2 separate regions of the Mus musculus genome follow, and region 1 is linked to region 2. A link is a contact called in public promoter capture Hi-C data. All regions are on one chromosome and are shown on one strand. Each heading gives the region's core, a stretch centred on a gene start, on an enhancer-like site or on the middle of the called end of the contact. The rest is flanking DNA. Distances are from core to core; before and after follow the strand shown.

The links. Promoter capture Hi-C pulls out the DNA fragments that hold promoters and counts their contacts.
Region 1: a promoter capture Hi-C map of hippocampal neurons shows a contact between it and region 2, with 13 times the contacts expected there. The contact joins the enhancer-like site here to the promoter of Sugt1 in region 2. A contact is called at or near these places in 2 of 39 promoter capture datasets (cranial neural crest and hippocampal neurons) and 12 of 115 datasets of contacts at active chromatin or transcription factors (SST interneurons, craniofacial prominence, differentiating embryonic stem cells and 8 more).

What each region holds. Positions count from the first base shown.
Region 1 is chr14:80,208,237-80,215,363 of GRCm38.p6, forward strand. It overlaps the pseudogene Gm17923. Among named protein-coding and RNA genes, the nearest start is that of Gm31776, 33 kb to the right of the region's middle. Within about 2 kb of position 4,870, at least 12 of the 459 cell types and tissues checked have an H3K27ac peak or open chromatin away from gene starts, as enhancers often do. A contact at or near this core is called in SST interneurons and hippocampal neurons, where this site is marked.
Region 2 is chr14:79,585,481-79,591,611 of GRCm38.p6, forward strand. It overlaps Sugt1 (SGT1, suppressor of G2 allele of SKP1 (S. cerevisiae)), which reads left to right and starts at 2,180. Exons shown (of 13, transcript NM_026474.6): 1 at 2,180-2,386; 2 at 2,474-2,531. The coding sequence starts at 2,349.

The sequences.
Region 1 (7,127 bases), core at 3,620-6,119, 630 kb after region 2:
GTGTTTGATCAGCTCCACCTTCAAAGCTGCAGAAAGTGTTTGAGTTCTGTTCCAGCCTAGAGGTTTTATTCTGAGCACAGAGCCAGATGATTCCCCCATGATTCCCCCTGGCCTCCAGCCTAAATGGCTTCCAGGGTCTCTTCAGGACCACTCAGAACATTTGGCCCCAGACTGCATTCCAACAGACTTCCTTTGGTTGTAGGGTAATAACATTTTCCCTCAAACCAGATTCTTATATTCTGTGTTTAAGGGAGGCTTCTGGGTGTGGACATGGTTACCAAGGCTCAAAAAAACCCAATCACTCTTCTTGATTTATTTCCTCTTTTTATTTTTCACTAACTTTAACTTAATTAGAAACTTGTTTTTTCTGCCTTGAACCATGTCAACCCTCATCTTTCTTAGAATGTTGGTCTTAGCCAGAAAGTGTCTGTTTTAGCATTAATATATTTTTATCTTTCTGCTTTCAATTGGTGACTTACAGTTATTGGCAATTTAATGGTGGCTTTTTCTTATGAGTGTAGCCAATCCCTTTTAATCCTTGACCTCACCATCTCTGGCTTTAAAAGATCCACGATCTGAAGCTAAAATATGGACAACTTTACCAGCAGCTGTGCAAACACATACCAAGAAGGCAAACAATAGATCTCTTTCCTGACTTTCCTCAACAGATTGCTTGTGTTAGAGTCTGTTTTTGATAATTTTATTCCCAGTTCTGGAAAACATTAGTATTTCTTAAAGGATCTTGTAATAGAATCCAACTAAGTTGCTTCAATTCAATGGTCAAACTCATTGTTTGACTTACATTATTTAAGAGGTGATCAGGAATAGTTGCTTCAATGTGCTCCATACCACCCCAGCCTTTCTTTTAGCCCACTGATTTCACCCTTAGGAAATCACCTCCAAGTATGGTATGGTGGTCCTACCATACCATATTGGGCTCAGTCATTCTCTGGGTATCCTTAATTGGGACAATGCTTCTACTTGCGTCAGACAGCGAAGTTAAGAGAACAGAACCTTCTAGTTTTACTAAGCAGAGGTCATGTGGACATTCTGTTATTACTCCAGAATGATGAGAACAGAAGCCTGTCTGTCATGCTCTTCTTTCATGAATTAGCTTGGAGAAGAGATAGGCAGTCTCAGATTTGGATGTTGATTCAGCAAAAACTATTAATGTCTGATATTTCTTGCTAAGTGTTAAACTTCACCCAAGAAGCCAGTTTTATTATAGCTGGCTGGGCCAATATTATTTAGTAAGTTGTACTTATTATAGAGGTCTCATATTATACTCATTTCCAGATATCAACCTTATGAATCCTAAGCCGGTTTTGTAGTTTTGAGTTCACATGATGGTAGGTGCTATTGCATAGAAATAGCATGCTGTTATGAAACGTTCACTCATATTTCACAAATATTAATGAGTACCTTTCCTATGGAAGTCATTGAGCTAGTCTCTGTGTGATACATTTGATAAGGTCATAGTTCATACTCTGATTCATAATAGGAGTAAGATATATGCTTTTCAATTAATAAATCATAGCATAATGTACAAGTGCCTACAATGAAGGACAAGGTTGTTTCAAGATCTCACAGTGTGACTGAACTTTTTGTTCTCATCTTCCTTTTCTCCAGATTCCATGGAATCTGTTAGGCTAGGCATTCTGTGCAGATATCACTGAGGATTTCTGTCTTTGGCCATTTACCTAGTGAGCATCAGAAGAAGGCTTGGGAATCCTACTGGGGAACGGATGCAGCTTTCCTTAGAAAATTGAAATCCCAAAGATACATGATTCTCCCGTAAGCCTGTAGAATAATTTGTCTGTTTCATTTCCCCATGCCTAGGGCTTGTTTGCCATGACATCCCGCTGATTCCTTCACTGTAATGCTCCTTAAATTCCCACCTGATACATCTTGCTACTCATCGTTCAAGCCATTAACATCTCATACCTAGGTCCAAGGCATCTTAACTGACTTTGCTCTTGCTTTCAGTCTCTATTTAGTTTGTCTTGGCAGGAAGTTTTGGGGCAGAAAGAAGTTTAGGCCACACAAATACCACCTGCATAATTCACCTGAAAGATGTCTCCGCTGAGATAGTCATGGAGCTGGATCTTGGCTCACAACTTTAAATATTGTCTGATCATCATTTGGGATTTCATCAGTATTCTGAGAAGTCAATCATAGACATCAGTTGTCTAGAAACATGGCAGCAAACTCTTTCACCAGACCTCAGTGCTTTCTCATTGCTGCCTTATATCCACTGACATTTAAAATTCACCATTAGGTTCTTCTCTTCTAGATCCCACATTCACACTTGTCCAGTGTACTACTTTCCTTGAGCCACACTTTCCAACCAACTGACCTATCCAATCCTTCTACAAAGGCTGTGTCTGCATCTTTTTCAACTTCCATCTAGGTTAACTCCATGCCTGGCAATTCCAGTTGACTATAGTCTTTTCTGCTTGGTTCTCATTTGGACTTGACACAACTGTGCCGTTTGGCACTTGTGGTATCTCTAAACTCTGATGCCAAAGTTAGTGTTTTTTTTTCCCATGAGGCTGTGCAGTTTATTGTATCACACATGTAATTGAATAGCTGTAGATAAAGGCTCTGGAAATGGTTGCTCTCTTTGGCGTGGATACACACATGCTTTATGCAGAGCAGAACTAGAGGACCAGGTTACAAGAAAAACAGAAACCAATTAAAGTAAGCACAAGGGGGCATTCCTTCTCAGTCTTTGTTGTTTTATTTTCTTCTTGCTTTTCTCATTGCAGAAAAGGTCCCTTCTCGGCCCAGTGAACATCCAACGCTTGATTCTTTAGACAAGAGATTCAAACCTGAAGTCAGCTTCCCCAGCTCGCTTGGATTTGAGGCATAGATGAACCAAAACAGTAAAAGGAGTTTTTTATTGACTTAATTTCCTTCATGCAGAGATATTAATAAAGTCAGCAGTGTATAATTGCCAGTTTTATGTAGCAGCTGAAGATCACATGCTTTTGATAAAATCTTTATTAACATGATGAAAAATGTTGTTTTTATGTGACTATTTCATAATTTAAGTGCTCATTTTATGCTAAGGGTGGCTTGTGATTAGTGTTGATATTCTCTAGTGGTTGTCTGTGATTTTTCTTAGGGTAAAGTACGTAAATGGTTGATAAAATGTCATTTGTTTCTATACTATGTGTTTAGATGTTATTTTGGGTGACTTTGGGATGAAGTGTTTTCCCTAAGTGATTTTTTTCCCCAGAACATCATCAATTTGCTTATACCTTTTCGTATAAATAACTACACAGCCATGATTTGATAAGAAGTTATCTATGCAGTGGGGTAGGTAGCATGAATATGAGCTATTGTGCCTTCTTGTGAGGTAATGCAAGGCACTTTCTTTATTTGGGAGGCTCCTTCTGCTAAATGCTTACTTTAGTTTTTTTCAAGGTATGATTTTTCAAAAAGGTTTATCTTGGAAAGCTGAAAGGTTGATTTGTTTCTTTCAATCAGGTTTAATAGCTTCAACTTTTAGAACTTACTGCTCAAAGACAGCAACAAAGACAGAACTGATTTTTGCCCCTTCGGCTCTGGAGTGTTTTTTCAGTTGAGAAATGAAAATGTGTCTCAGGATAGGACACTATGTGCTTTGTTCTAAATGGCACTGAAACTGTCCCTGGCCTACACAGGTATTGGTGCAGAGTCCTGCAAAGCTGATGCAGACTTTAACACATGTGTGGGAATTTCCTGTGGCCTAAGTTTTTCCAAATGTATGTTACTAATTTTATGTAACAGGAATGAAGAATTACGAAAATAGCAAGGTGGTACTAGAAATTAGAAAGCTAACTTTTTTTTAAATGTGTTTCCAATGAAAATTACCTTAGTGTACCTACAATGTATTCTGTGTATAATGGGAGATATTGGTATTTATGTGCTCAGCAAAATAAAACCTGTATTATTAAAATTACCGAAGGATAAATTGCATGTTATAGATGTGACTACTTGACATATTGGTGACCAACAGTATGTTTGGTGTTTTGGGTTTAGGAGTAAATGTATAGGTTGTTCATCAAATTCTCCTGCTTTAAAACCAGGCTGCTGCTTCATGTCTACCTCTTCTGACTGCAATATTACCCTTGACCATGCTGTTGGTTTTGCTTTATATTTTACTCCAGCAGAAATCAAAATGTATTTTATAGACCTATACTTTGGCAATATGCTAGGAAAGAGAACACAAGCAACTTAAAGCAAATTTCTGCCACAGTGCTTTTAATATTAACAGAGATTTTCATCTAACAGCACCAACAGAATAGAACATGAGAATATCACAGCTCAGGGCTGTAAACACAGCTTCCTGATGTCTTAGTCCCTAGGGAGAACAGAGCACACAGTTTTTATATTATTCAGCTTGTCATTCTATTGGCATAGAACTGATTTTCTTTTTTGCCTCAGAAAATGCCTCTTTTCCAAATCTCCAGCTGCCCTTCATTCATAAAGCAGCATTTTAATAAGGTAGTTGTTTACTACAAAACAATGATAATACTAATAACGAATCCCTAACAGCAAAGCATATTCCTTTCCAGCGACGGCCTCGTTGATGCCAAACAGCTGGAGGAAAGATGGGCGAAAACGCAATCAGGCATTTAAACACCATTGCTGGATGTTTCCAAACATAAACATCCAGATGTATAGCGTTGTGGAAGTAATAGGTTTGATTACTTGCCTTTTGCATACTTCATCTGGATCTTTTGATGCTATGTGGATGAAATCTTAAGAGTATTCTTCATTTTTCTGTATCCTAAATGGCTTTTCTGAACATGCATGGTAACACCAATGCTGAGAACTGATAGAGACTGAGCCTGGCAGAGGTTGTGTGAGAGAAAGAAGGGAAAGGATTTCGAACGTGGTTAAATGGGTCCCTCTCCTGGCTAATGCATGTGGCAGCAAGGACTTGAGAGTCCACTGAAGCACTTTCAGTTTTCAGCTGATAAATATATAAGAATAAAGATCCTGAGGGGAAGGTCAAGATTGCCCTATTCTCTCTGAGACCCAGAGCCCAAATAACCAGGGGCTTTCTGTGGTATTTAGTTCTAACAAAGGCAACTCTTTTGTATACCATTGAAAATACTTGCTCAAGAAGAATCTGCAGTCACCGGTACTGAGGTATAGCTGTTTGTTTTTCCAAAGGTTGCCTCATCAGGCAAGATTAAAAGTCTCAAAAAGATCAAATGAGTGTTTTTTGTTTTTTTGTTTGTTTGTTTGTTTTGTCCTGAAACTTCAGACTACCCTTCCCAAACCAACTCAAGTCTCTTGTGGTCTTTCTCTGATACCAGTTATTGGTAATTAGCATGAAAAGTCATTGCCAAAATATGTCACTAAGCATGGACACCTAAAGATTTAATGATCTCATCAGAGGTGGCCTGGTCTCAGAATCACATTCTCATGTCCTAGTGCAAAAATAAATGCCAATGCCTATCCAAGACTGAAAGGAAAAAAAAAATTAGTCATTTTTTTCTGACACGTCCTTGAAGAAATCAATTCTACAGATCACGGAGGAGCCAAGAAAAGCTTGTGCATATGAGTAACTCAGTCTGCTCAGTGAGTCAAGATGACTAGTTAAAAGAGCACTCTGCCGTGATGATGTCTCCTAGGCACGAAGAACAATGCCATCATTAACGCGTGGGACTGTTTAGCATTTAGAGCGCTTCACACATAAAGAAACTTAACACGAGACTATTTATTATCCTTTAGACAGATGGTTTAATGTGTCTTTAGCCTTCAGCCAACCAGGCCACCCGTGGTTTTCTTTAGCCAGGGGCTTTTAAAAAATAATTGGGAGGCAACAATTTTCTAACAAGACTGACTGCAGTATACTTCCTTAAATCTCTTTTTTACCCTTAAGTATCCCTTGCAGTTGTTCAAGGCTGACAAACTTCTCTGACATTGATTCCTCACATATAAGTAATTACTGACATAAAAGAGGATGGAGGGGTATAGATTGTTTTGTTTTGTTTTGTTTTCATTAGTGGTTCCTTCGCAATAGAAAGACTATTCAGATATGATTACTCTGGAAGATCGTTCTCTTCTGATTAGACATTGCCTCACTCTAGAGAAGTCGTTATTACAGGAGTCTCCAAAACAAGAAATGCCATTCCAACATGGACGATAACGGGGTGGGAAGTTGTACATTGTAATATACTTATCTTAAGTGGTAAAAGCCAGGGGTAGCTATGCCTCCAAGGAAGAGAGTTCCTTAGTAGAGAGTAAACAGCTCGTGGATTCCATAGTATTATGATCAATGCGCGAAATGCACACATTACAAAAGCAAATCAGATGTACCGGTATGTGAAAACTTATAAAGAGATTTTAATGACTCCTGTACAACAACCTTGGGCATTGTTCATTTCTCCAGGTCTTTATGTGACTCAAAGACCCAGAGATGCAGAGGACTGGCCCAAGAAGGTATCCACTTTTCTACTTTTCCTCTATACTCCCTCCTACCTACTCAGTGGAGTTCTACAGAGGTAAAGACTGGGGTGAGGAAAGTGATTATGTCAGCAGAGCATTTAGTGTGCTTAGCAGGGCAAGTGTCTTCTGGGCTTTGAAAGGACGAGAAGTCTGAGCACAGAATCTAGGATTTTTTTTTTTTTTTTTTTTTTTTTTTTTGGAGCAAAATTGTGTGTGTGTGCGCGCTGTTTGTTTGAGTTTTGAATTTTTCCACTGCAAGGAGTTAGACTTGTATTTGTGTTGGTTCTGTGACTTGAGCTTTGAGTTTTGCATCAAAATTGTTGATTTTCTCCTGGGAGGAGGAGGAGGAAGATCCTGGCACAGCCATTGGCGATCTAGAGGACCATGTTCAGCTTGATCTCAGCACAGAACATCCAGTCAGTCCCACCTGGTGAAGCAGTTCAACTCTCTGCTCTAGGTATGAAAGGACAGAGGGTGGGTGACTGGGACACAGACCTGAACCTGGAGTGTCTGTGCAGTCAGGCCCCATAATGTACACTGGCCTTCCATGTAATGAGCTCTTATACAAGGAGGGGTAAGGAATGTAAACGACCCTTCCACTGACATTCTCTGGGCTCAAAATCTGATGGAGAGAACTCTGTAGGCACAAGCATACCCTTCTAGGTGCCTATGATGAGGGT
Region 2 (6,131 bases), core at 930-3,429:
ATAGCTGTCTCTTGTGAGACTAGGCCGGGGCCTAGCAAACACATAAGTGGATGCTCACAGTCAGCTATTGGATGGATCACAGGGCCCCCAATGGAGGAGCTAGAGAAAGTATCCAAGGAGCTAAAGAGATCTGCAACCCTGTAGGTGCAACAACATTATGAACTAACCAGTACCCCAGAGCTCTTGACTCTAGCTCCATATGTATCAAAAGATGGTCTAGTTGGCCATCACTGGAAAGAGAGGCCCATTGGACACGCAAACTTTATATGCCCCAGTACAGGGGAACGCCAGGGCCAAAAAGTGGGAATGGGTGTGTAGGGGAGTGGGGGGGAGGGTATGGGGGACTTTTGGGATAGCATTGGAAATGTAACTGAGGAAAATACGTAATAAAAATATTTTTAAAAAAGAAATGATTATAAATTGATCTGTGTGAAAACTTGTTTCAGACGATATTAAGAGATGCCAACTGGCACAAGGTGTCTGCAATAAATGCATCCAAGAAGGAAGTCACACCCAGCCATGCAAAGAACTGCAAACGGAACAAAACTAACATTTCCTTTAAAGACATTATGCAGAAGACACTCCTCATCGTTATGCATCTGTTCTTTTACAGTCTAGTTTCTGCAGGGTTCACAGAAACGGAAAACAACCTTGAATGGAAAGATCCAAAACGATGCTCTCTACCTTCCCTTACAGATCTGCTTAGCTTCAGTTTAGTTGAGCTAATTTGATCTTCTCAGTACTTACTAAAACCTGAAACCTGCACCTCTTTGAGTTTAGTGGCCAGCTGGCCCTGGTCTGCCTCAAGTGTCTCTCCCACCTACTTCTCCTTTCCCACAAGTGGATTCAGATTCCTTTCTGGGACCTGTTATCTTCTATCAGCCCTTCCCCGCCCCGGCTCGACCCCCCCCCCCCTTCAAACAACCCATTTACAATACAGATGGGATATACCTACAGGTGGCAAATGTGTTACACTTTAAACTTTGTAGTATTCCACACTTCCATCTCTTGATGACCCCATACATACTTAAATCTTTGTAACCTCCGTTTCTCCATCTTGAATATGGGCTCAAGTTTCTCTGTATTTTCAAACGTCCTCCCACCGTTATTTTTTGCATCTGCAAGGGGTGATTGATTGGTAGGTTGAGGTTGTAACAAAAAATTATAATACCCACGATAGCTAGCAAGCACAACTAGGCGTTTGGCCAGTATGGAAAACGTGCTAGAAAAGTGGGGAAGACAAAACTTAGGTCTTTTAAAGTTAGAACTCAGAAAAGTGGGCGAGTTTAACAGTGGGGATATGTACACAAATGCCTGAACTGTAATTTCTTTTTCTTCGTGGACTGTCATGTTTCCAGACTGAGGTCTTATATATATCTTGTTTGAGGAAGCCAACGACCACTTCAATCATTTCACCTACTAAAACAGACTTGGTAAAACGAGTTACTGAGCGTTATCAAGAGCTTTTAAATCAAGTTTGGTGAACCTATAACTGCCACTCCCTCCTGTTGCCCCTTACCACTCAGTTTCAAAGAATTCGCAGGAAACTTCCTAGTGTGATGTTTGGCTCTAAGGACGGCGGGGGACGGGGGGCTTACTGGTTACTTAGAACACAAAGCAGCAATAAGACCATTAGCTATAGGTCACTTTCATCCACGCGGTGCTTGTGAAACAGGCTTTTCTTGGTTTGGAAAGCCGACTTAGGAAGGAAGCTTGGGGTGTGGAGCTCTGGCATCTGGCAGGCCCTCCGGAAAACTCCGTCCTCCATGCCGGTAACGTGACTTCCGGCGAGCCAGGCCGTCCGGGTTCTCCACGGAGAGAGTCATGCGAACTGATGCGCCATCCCGGGCTCTGCTGCCGGAAAAGACCTGGCTGCCACGAGTGACGTCACGCACAACTTGGCCGCCGGCGGTAGCCATGATGAAAACCGGAGTAAACGGAGCTTAACGTGACACTCCTTAGCGAAGCCAGAACTACCTCCCGACGGATCCCCAGTACCTTACAGTGGGCTCCGAGACAATATTTCAAAGCTTACAAGCCATGCCGGATCCCCCACGGGCGTACGGCGGGGCGCGGGACTCACGGCCACGCCCTCGGGGCGGGGGCTTGGCTGCGTCACGGGTAGGGGCGGGGCCGGAGAGCGTTTCCTCCTCTTTCCCAGCCGGCCCCGCGCCTACCTGCCCACCCTTCGCCTCCTTTTCCGCGGCTGCATGCTGCGCGACCGCTGATTGGCTACGGAGGACGGAAGCTCAGTTGGGGTTTCTTTAGAAGTTTTCCCTTCCTGGGCGGCGGCGGAGCTGGTAACCAAGGTAGAAACGCTCAGGCAGAAGCTTTCTTGACTCCTAGGGATGGCGGCAGCTGCAGCAGGACCTGCATCGTCCCAGCGGTGCGTGATTTTCTTCACCTTTGCTGTTTGTCTTTCTATTCTTTCCTTGATTAGAGAGACCTGCTGAAGTCGTTGTTTTCTTGGCAGGCTTTTCCAGAGCTTCTCAGATGCTCTGATCGACGGGGATCCCCAGGCAGCATTAGAGGTGAGTGAGCTCACTGGGACTGTTGGGTCCCTACAGACCCCTCCTCTTCCCGGCATTACCTTCGTGGGAGCAAAGCTACAATGTATCTAAGTCCCAAAATTAAGATACTTAATCTCTTTGTCTCCTTAATACCTTTGCCATAGATCTTGCCCTTCCTCTCCACAAGCTCCCGATGAGGGCACCTCCCTCCCATTTATTTCTTGGAAACATAGTTACTGTCTGTGGTTGCACTTATAATGGCATTTATGATCAAGGAAAAGGCGAAAATAGGGCTTGATGTATCAATTTTTTACTTTAACAGTTATGTTTGCCCTTATATGTCAGGTACTGTTAAGTGTCCTTAATTAAATTTACTAAAGAACATTTTCCCTCTGTGCCTTCCACTTTACAGATGACTGTGGTTGTTCTTTATACAGTTGTTTATAAAACCGCGCTTTTTATCTAGGCTGGCCTTAAACTTTGGATCCTGCGAGTTCTTGGGATGTATCAGTAAATAAACCCTGCCTACATTTTAGTATTATATGATTTGCTTTTGGGCCATTTCAGGTGAAGTCTAGAACAAACTAGCTTTGTACGGATGTTTCTTAGGAGCGCTGGCTGGACTCCAGAGAGTTATCGGCACATGTCAAGTATGGTGGTACAGGCCTGTAATCCTGGTACTCAGGCGGTGAATGCCCTAGGGTCAGAAATTCAAGGTCATCCTCAGCTACTTTGTGAGTTGAGGCTAGCCTGGGATGTGTGAAATTCTTCCCGACACTTCAGAGCTCCCCCGCTGGAAAAAAGGAAACATTTTTATGTTTTGAGCCTTAGAGAAATCACTTTTGTAGAGACTAGCAGACTAGGATAGCTACATTGTTGTTTTAATGTTACAAGCTCCGCTTTGTATTCTTAGGTCTACAGAGTGATCATGAGGTTTGATAGCGCGGTATTAGAGAGCCTGCTGGTGTTGGCGCACACCTTTAATCCCAGTGCTTGGGCGGCAGAAGCAGGTGGATCTCTTGAGTTTGAGGCCCACCTGGTCTACCATGAGAGTTCCAGTATGGCCAGAATTACACAGAGAAACCCTGTCTCAAAAGAAACAAAACAACAAAAATCAAGGCATTAGTGACTTTGAGATTAGGGCTACAGACGCAAGTATCTTTATATTTTCTGCCAAAGGAAATTAAAACCCGAATTGAGAGTAGGGGGAAGGACTGAAAAAGGAGAAGGAAATGAATAATTATTAAAAGGTTATTGAGTGCTGGCTACAGATCTAGGCTGCCCCCAAAGCCCTAATAATTGGCAGATGCTGCCCCTTCTAATGTGTTCCATGCAATTCTCTACAGCCCCTTGGCTACCTCACATTCTGGACTTTACTAGTTTCTTCTATTTGAATGAAAATGGGTACCAATGAAGCATGGGTACAAGGGTAAGAAGTTTATTTTAAACTGCCAAGGCTGTCTCTGAGGAGAGCAGCAAGATGCGGGGTGGGGGGATGTAGGGGGGTATACGTGTGTGTGTGTGTGTGTGTGTGTGTGTGTGTGTGTGTGTAAGATCTTCTGGGTTATATGGAAGCCATACCTGGGCCTGTGGGCTGGGTTAGGGGGTGGGGGACTTGTGAGTATGGAATAAGGAAGTGTGGAGGCTACCATTGACCTTGACACGCCAATGAGAACCACAGAGATATGTTAATGTATCCCTTTTGCCAGAGATGAGGGGAAAACTTAGCACATAGGAACTATTTCAGACTGGGGAAAGGGATTTCTTGGCGGGCTTGGGGGTGGGGTGGGGTTGGGGACGACGACTGACATTGTTTCTGGTCCTGCTTGGTTTTACTCTGTTCATGGTACAGTAGCCAGCATGACAGTTGGATCATGTCACTCTCCTACTAGAACTTTCCATGTCCTTCCCTCGAAATGAAGGTCCAAACAATTTCTTTCCAATGCCCATCAGGGTGCCTGGTGCAGTGGATATCTTGGAACTCTTTTTCTTTTTGTAGAGCTACACTGTTTGAGGTGCATCTGCTTTTGCTCCACATACACTTGACCTTTATCTCATTTTACTCGGCGATGCCGAATTCTTTAGGTTTCGCCCGAAATGGTTCCTGCTGAGGGGAGCTAGTTTTTCTGTCTAAATTAGGTCTGAAAATAAATAGCCTCAAGACAGCAGGGGGTTTTGTGTATCTTGATTCCTTTCTGCTGTGTTCTCAGTATAGCACTTGGGACTCCTCCTGCATGATTCTTGCAACCCTCTTCATTGGCATAAGCTACATTTTTACTCAGTAGGGAGTTGAAGTACAGAGTAAAAAGGTTAACTTGATCAAAACAAAGAGGCTTGGAAGCAACAGGTTTCTAGTTTCAAGGGATTAAGGTCATCTGGCAGGGAGAGAACCTGGGCTATGTGATACACCAACTAGGAGCTGACTTGGAAGCCACTTGGTTGAGAGCAGTTTGAGATTGGTAAACATGTGGTGGCAATCAGTGCTGACATTCTTCTCTAAGCAATGCTTCTGTGCTTAGACCCCAGCTAGGTGAAGGTAGGGAAAAGAAGAGGAACCAGATTGAGATACGCACACACCCACCCACCCACCCACCTAGAGATTCTTTGAACATTAATTAGCATTTTTAAAGTAAATTTGAAAATTTACTAAAAGTTAGTATTAATTAAAAACATTTTTTTCTTTTTTTTTTTTCTTTTTTTGGTTTTTCGAGACTGGGTTTCTCTGTATAGTTCTGGCTGTCCTGGAACTCACTCTGTAGACCAGGCGGGCCTCGAACTCAGAAATCCGCCTGCCTCTGCCTCCCGAGTGGAGTGCTGGGATTAAAGGCGTGCGCCACCTTTTTATTTTTAAAGCTTTGCTGGAGTTTGAACCCATGCAAAGTACATGGTCTACCGCTGTGCCTCCTCCTCCAATTACCGAGGCAGGGTTTCACGAATCCCAAGCTATCCTCAACTCATGTGTAACCCAGGATGACGTTGAACTTGTGCTCCATGCATTCCGGGATGCCAGGCCTGTGTCAGGGATCGAACCCAGGGCTTCCTGTGTGCCAGGCAAACATTTTACCAAGTGAGCTACAGCCCCAACCCATCTAAAAGGTCTTCATTTTCATGTCTTACATTCCCCCCTCATTACTGTTCTGGTTAGTGTCGTGCTTCTGGCTGTGGGTTTTGCTCGCCTGTTTCTTTTTCTTTGTGGCGGTGGAATTGATGCTGTTCAAGTGCTCTACCACGGAAGCCACAGAACTCATTTTCTGCAAGTGTCTTTTTGGACTTGTTTACAATATGTTTGGCTTAGGTCTGCTCTAATTCCTAGCCTTTTGCTGCTGTGATTCACGTGTTGGCACCAAGGGTGTTGCCTCTTGCTATTTCCACCGGCAGCCATGCTTCTCTGCAGGCAGCAACTTTTCGTTTTTGTTTTGTTTTTTGTTTTTTCGAGATAGGGTTTCTCTGTATAGCCCTGGCTGTCCTGGAACTCACTCTGTAGACCAGGCTGGCCTCGAACTCAGAAATCCGCCTGCCTCTGCCTCCCGAGTGCTGGGATTAAAGGCGTGCACCACCACACCCGGAGGCATCAGCTTTTCAAAAACAAACAGTGCTACACTAAAAGCATGTCAGCTAAGA